Linked DNA regions of Mus musculus: region 1 is linked to region 2. The links are chromatin contacts, called in public promoter capture Hi-C maps. All regions are on one chromosome and are shown on one strand. The core of a region is the stretch at or near the end of the contact, and the rest is flanking DNA. Distances in the headings are between cores, read along the strand shown. Region 1 holds the start of Psmd10 (proteasome (prosome, macropain) 26S subunit, non-ATPase, 10). Region 2 holds the start of Tsc22d3 (TSC22 domain family, member 3).

What was found. Promoter capture Hi-C pulls out the DNA fragments that hold promoters and counts their contacts.
Region 1: a promoter capture Hi-C map of neutrophils shows a contact between it and region 2. The contact joins the promoter of Psmd10 here to the promoter of Tsc22d3 in region 2. A contact is called at or near these places in 3 of 39 promoter capture datasets (neural stem cells, neutrophils and pre-B cells), 1 of 484 Hi-C or Micro-C datasets (embryonic stem cells) and 1 of 115 datasets of contacts at active chromatin or transcription factors (astrocytes).

The regions. Positions count from the first base shown.
Region 1 is chrX:140,955,405-140,958,492 of GRCm38.p6, reverse strand. Psmd10 (proteasome (prosome, macropain) 26S subunit, non-ATPase, 10) reads left to right here and starts at 1,782. Exons shown (of 5, transcript NM_016883.4): 1 at 1,782-1,939. The coding sequence starts at 1,826. Atg4a (autophagy related 4A, cysteine peptidase) reads right to left here and starts at 1,586. Exons shown (of 13, transcript NM_174875.5): 1 at 1,522-1,586. The coding sequence starts at 1,531.
Region 2 is chrX:140,599,144-140,602,299 of GRCm38.p6, reverse strand. It overlaps Tsc22d3 (TSC22 domain family, member 3), which reads left to right and starts at 1,778. Exons shown (of 4, transcript NM_001077364.1): 1 at 1,778-1,863.

The DNA.
Region 1 (3,088 bases), core at 533-3,032, 360 kb before region 2:
GGTAAATCCCCAGGCCCAACATGCTTGAAGGAGAGAATCAACTCCCAATAGTGTTCTCTGACTTCCACACTCATGCCAGGCATCATGTATGTAAGTGTACACACACACACACACACACACACACACACACACACACGGAGGGAGGGAAGGAGGGAGGGAGGGAGGGAGGGAGAAGAGAGAAGAGGAAAGGAGAGGAGAGGAGAGGAGAGAAACCAACACTCTTAGAAGCTGAATCAGGTCACACACAATCAATAAGATGCAATAAAATAATTAGTATTTAAAAGAATATGTTCCTGGATTATCAATATTTGGACATAACTTACTGCATGAAAACATATTTTCAAAGAGTTTTCTAAAGATTAAAAAGAACATTTGGAATAAATTTTAATGATAGAAAATAGCAACTTTAAACATCAGCTAAGCAAACAGTACTTCCCTCAAAGAATTCCGTTCTCTTAGTATTTCTGTGTTAAAAATAAATTTCACTGGGGTCTGGAAAGATGGCTCAGGGTTTAAGAGCACTGGTTGCTCTTCCAGAAGACCTGAGTTCAATTCTCAGTACACACATGGCAACTCACACTGTCTAACTCAGATCTCAGAGGATCCAACATTCACACGGTGTACAGACACACATGCAGGCAGAAAACACACTCACACAAAATTTTAAAAAGCTAAAAGCATTATATAAACACATACTCCACTATTATTATATCCCGAATTTCATCAATTAACATTTGTCATAACTTGTGTTCTCGAGTTGGTTTTATCATCTGTCCTGCAAAGCTTAAAATAACTATGATCTGGCGTTATATAAAAAGTTTGCTAAGCCCTGTTCTATACCATAACAAAGGAGACAAACTTCATCAGTCACTTTAAAAAATATATCTTTAACATTTTTCTAATGTCTTTTTTGATATTTTCTATAAAAGATAAGCCTTGCATCTCTTCTGCTGCAGCACTATTTGGAAATTCACCTTTAAAAAAAAATCCACATTGTTAGCTTAGCAATCTAGCAAAGTCTCGATGGTAATTGCCATTACCATGTTATTAAAGTGACAACATCATATACCCTGATATCCCTAAGGTGACCGCTGTTACTCACTGAGGTCTCTTAGGTATCTAGTGGCTCCTATGGCATCACACCCTGTCTTTAGCATCATTCTGGCACATCACCTCTGTATGGTGTAATGTATAACCTGTGTTGTAGCAGAGCCTTACTCTGATGCCACTCCGGAGAAATGCCAGAGTAACTAGCCTGTGCTTCTTTCCACTCCTTAAACAGTGGTAGGGAGGGGGAGGGTAGCTACAGTCAATGGTTCAAGCTCAGAGGTAGTACTCTGCTCCAACTCTGTCCCTTCCGCCTGCCACTGCAAGTGAGGGCCCCGAGGGACAAGATCTGTAGGATCCCAGAACTCTCTTGCGCTGCTACAGTTTTCATTTCATGTGGCCAACTTACTGGCCCACCAAAGACCACCCACCCTAGCTTTTTCACACAGTACTACCAGAAGCCGCTCCCATTACCTGACTCCATTCTCCAGCTGTCATCCTGGGCCAATTCCACCGGCAACTTGACTACGGCTTTCTCTAAGGATTCTGGGACTTGTAGTTCCACTTTGCTAGGACCCGGAACTGAGTGACTTCCAAAGACGCCTCCAGGCCTGGATCTGCTTTCAAACTGCAACTCCCAGAAGCTCCAGGCTATGGGCGGGGCTACAAGGAAAACAAAGATCAGTGATTGGAGAATTTCTAGTACTTTGATTGGTCGCCGGAACAGGAAATGCGAGTGGGCGGGGCTTGAGTTTCACGGAGGTCTTGGGAAGGCGAAATGGAGGGGTGTGTGTCTAACATAATGATCTGTAACCTGGCCTACAGTGGGAAGCTGGATGAGTTGAAGGAGCGCATTTTGGCTGATAAATCTCTGGCTACTAGAACTGATCAGGTAAACCAGCCCGAGGGCTTGTCGCCTAGCAGCGGGTGTCAACGAAGCCCTACATGGCTTCCGGGTCCTAACTTGGTGTGAGGCCACTTCTGCGCTCCTCCCGCCCACTCCTCCCTCTAGTAGCCTTGGGTTAAAACACGACTCCTGGTCCAACTGTAACCCCTCAGAGACTTTGGGACAGGGTGGGGAGGGGAAGCTAAGCTTGCTGAATTTCATATATTTCTAGAACACCCACCGCTTTTCTCAGAAATTTCCAGAGTTAAGAGACAGCGCGATGGAGATCTGTGAAAAAAGCTTGTTAGGTGGATTTTTCTTTAGTTGTAATCCCAGTCAGTGGCCCACGAGTAACCAAATGCCCTTTGTGTGTATGTCAGGAAGTTTGAGAGGAGCTGGGAATTTCAGTCAAGTCGGAAAAAAACAGGCATAAATGAAATAACGGTACATGTCTTATTACATATTTTAAATCCCCCAGAAAGAAGTTTACATCATTTCAGAACATAGAAGGAGAAGACATGATAGGAATAGTTGGGAAGGGCTTTGTATAGAAGGGGAGGTGATTTACACTGTGAAGAAAGAATGGGGTTCCATGTGGGGCGAGTGAACTGTGGCAAACAAAAGAGAATGGACATTGGGAAGTATTTCTGTTCAGATCAACTAAGTCTCAGGTTTTTATTGTGACTTTCCAAATCATAGGTTGCCTTCTGTGTTGAGAGGCAAGTGTTAAACATTAGTAAGACAGTACATCATACTTCAGAACTTCCATGTTGTCTCTTTTAGAAGAGAAATCGGAGAGACTGCTTTTTTTTGTCCTGGAATTTTCCTTTATTACTCAACAGTAGAATTCCCCTATGTTCACCGCGTTTGCTTTTGTGATGGTCTGGTGATGTGGTTTAAATTTAATAACGTGTATTAAGACTTAATCCACTAAAAATAAGGAGTCAGTGACATAAAAGAGACTGCTAATCAGGATTAAGAAGTTAAATACAACAACCAAATGCAATTAATTTATAGACTTTATTTGCATCCAGATGTAAACCACCTGGAAATGGGCTTATAGGAGACTATTGGTTTTAAGTGGGATAATTTTTTTTACTTTATGTAAATTTTTTGTTGTTATTTAAGATATGATCTCCCTATGTAATCCAGGCT
Region 2 (3,156 bases), core at 529-3,028:
AGAACACGTGTACAGTAAATGGCTGTTGAATTACTCTAAGAAGTAGATGTGTTTCTTTTTTGCCCCACCCAAAAAGCCACCATCTTTGTCTGCTAGTGCCCCAGGCCCCTGCATTCTGAATCTATGCAAGACCATTTGCTTGGAATCTCTCCATCCACTACAGTGTATGACAGTAAAGCAAGGCTTCACAGAGGAGAGCCCAGGAGGCCCTGTCCAGTCAGCCTTCCCTCACGAGGTATGCAGTCTGTCAACACAGGCTGGACTTGTATGCACAGAAATGGCGGCTCTCTGAACTCTATCTCTGTACTATTTAGATTTTTCTGTGTCCCAACTTTATTTGCTCTTGATCAGTCTTGATATGTTGGGCAAATCTGTCCCGAATTATTAACAATACTTCTTGAGAGCAAGGACTACACAACAGGGAAATGTCAAGGGGACAAAAATCTTGAATTTAATGGTGCCAAATGTCAAGAAGAAAATACTTCCACCAGGGCCTCATCCCAAGGTTACACAAAGATAAGAGGGCTCAGGCAAACATAGAAGCAAAAGGTCTAGCTGTTCCCAAAACGCAAATAAACATTTATGGAACTAATATATTTTATTATAAGAGTTAACATAAAATAATTATAAACAAGAAGGAAAATAATAAACACTGTAATTAAAAAACAATTCAGAAGGCTATAAATCTACACAATGCAGATGAAATTTTATATTCTACTACCTCCTCTGGCTTTTATCCAAGAACATTTAAAAAAAAAGAAGAAGGAAATACAAGAAAAATGACGTGATGGGCTTTTAAGAGAAAAAAATAGAAGTTTCATAGTCTATGGGGATGTATATATACTCGGGTATAGTGCTTTACGCAATAGCCACAATCCTCTTTCATCCTGGGCCTTGGGATCCTCTCAGGAACTGGAGATACAGCACGATTTGGGGTCTCTAGCCACTATAGCACAGAGTACTGCCTTCCCCAGTTACCCATATTTTGGGCCTCATGTAACAGTTGCAAAGAGTGGGAAACAGGAATTAGTTGGCTGCACTTTGCTCCTAATTAATTTCAGGGGTGGCTTGAAGGCTCGTTTTATGTGGCTTGTGTTTTTTGAGACAATCTCACTGTTTAGTTCAGCCTGGCCTGACACAAACAAGCCTGCTTCCGCTTTGCGAGTAGCTGGGATCTTGGGGTGCGCTCTGCCACAGTAGTCTAGGAAATTTCAAACGTATTTAAGTCACATTTATCAGGGTTCAGGCAACTGGAACTTCAGCTTTCTTAAAACTGAGCAACTCTTGCCCCGGCTTGGAGTCCCAGTGGATTCTTCCACCAGGAGGCACCTGTAGTGTCCCGCTGAGCGGCGGAACCTTACACGGGAACAGAAAATAGTTCAGGTTTTGGGCAGAAGATGGCAGCATATACTGCTGTATTTCAAATGCCCTGGGTTCTTGAATGAAGCAAATGAAGGGGGCGGAGGGGGGTTGTAAAGGAGTAGGAATAAATAGAAATTTATTTGGGTTTTATATAAAAACCCCCTGAATATTGTGAACGGGTTTTCATTTGTCCAAGACTCAAAAACTGCTCAAATGCTCCGCATTCGACATGTTCTAAGTTCTGAGACATTCTAAAAAAGCTGTCTTACATGGTCACCTTGCGCGTCCCCGCAGCTCAGACAGCAGGGGCATCACCCCAGGGCACCAGGCTGGCCCCTATATGTGCCCTTTCACTATACCTCCGCCCCGGGTTTATTCTCCCAGATCCCTCCGCCGCCATTACGGGACAGACGCATCACTCCCCTTCTCACTCTGCGTGCGTGCGGGCTGCTGGGCAAGTCTCTCGAGGGGTCGACGGAGCCGGTTTACCTGAAGTGGCAGGTAGGGGGCTTTGGGACGCGAGGGGACAGCTTTCTGGGGTCGGGGCGCATGGAGAGAGCAGCCAAGCTGAGTGAGGAGAAAGAGGGGCGCTAAGGTGAGGTGCGGGGAGAGAAATCAAGGAGGGAAATAAGAGGGGAGGGGGTCAAGGCGCGAACGGAGAAATGGAGGCGAGGGCCGGCCAGAAATGGAGGGGCGCGGCGACACACGGGAAGGGGACAAGGTGGGGGAAAGTAAGGAGTGACCCGGCCCAACATGGGAAGAAACTTAGAAAAAGACGCCCGGTGCCCAAAATAGCGGGAAGAGCGGGAGACGCGCGGCGAGGGAGGAGAGGCAAGGCCCGGGGGAGCCCGCAGCGCGGACAGCGGGGGACCGGGAGTGATGGCGTCGAAGGGGACTCGGGGCTGAGACCCGGGGTGGGGAGCGAAACAGAGCTCAAGAGGAGGGGGCGGAGGTGACAAGTGAGGAGGAGCGGGCTCGGGCCGCTGGGGACTCGGTTCTTGGGAGTTTGGAGTTGGGGCATTTCTCAGGTGCTTGTGTTTTCTGGCACTTTCTGGGGGGTGGCGCCGCCGCCGCCACAGCCACCGCCGAGGCCTCGACACTTGGGTCTCTTGGCGCTTCCCAAAAAGAAAAAGAAAAAAAAGGAAAAAAAAAAAAAAAGAAAAGCCGGGCTGCATGGCGGGGCGGGCGGGCGGCGGTTTAAAGGGCCGCTCTCGGACGGCCGCCCGCTGACTCGGTGGCTCTCGACAGGGCCGCGAACGCCGGCGCTCCGGGGGACACCCCCCTCAGCGAGCGGTGGCGGTGGCGGCAGCGGCCCCGGCGGCGACCTTTGGCCCACTCGGGAGAGCCCTCGAGACCCCGTGCGGTGAGGGGGCGGGGGCGCTGCGTGAGTCTCAGGCGCGGTGGGGGCGGGGAGACGGGCGGACAGATAACTGCCGCCGGCCGGCCAGGGCCGGACAGGAGAGGAGCGAGCGGCTCCGCGGGGGACACCAGACGACAGCGGGAGGCGCGCGCTGCTGGACGTCCCGGCCATTCAGGCGGTGAGCGCCAAAGCCACCCAGCGCTGCTGAGGCGCGCGTCGCGGGGGAGCCGCTTGAGGCGGGCTCCTCAGGAGCACGGGCGTGCGAGTGAGCGGCCGGCGGGCGGGCGGGCGGTGTGGGGAGCGGAGGGAGGAGAACTCCGCGCGCCAGGGGGCCCCCTCAAGCTCCGGCCGGGGAGGCGGCGGCGAGTGGCAGAGGCGGCGGCGGCGGCGGCGGCGGCGGCAGCGCGTCCTCCGCCTGCCCCTCGGGGCTCATT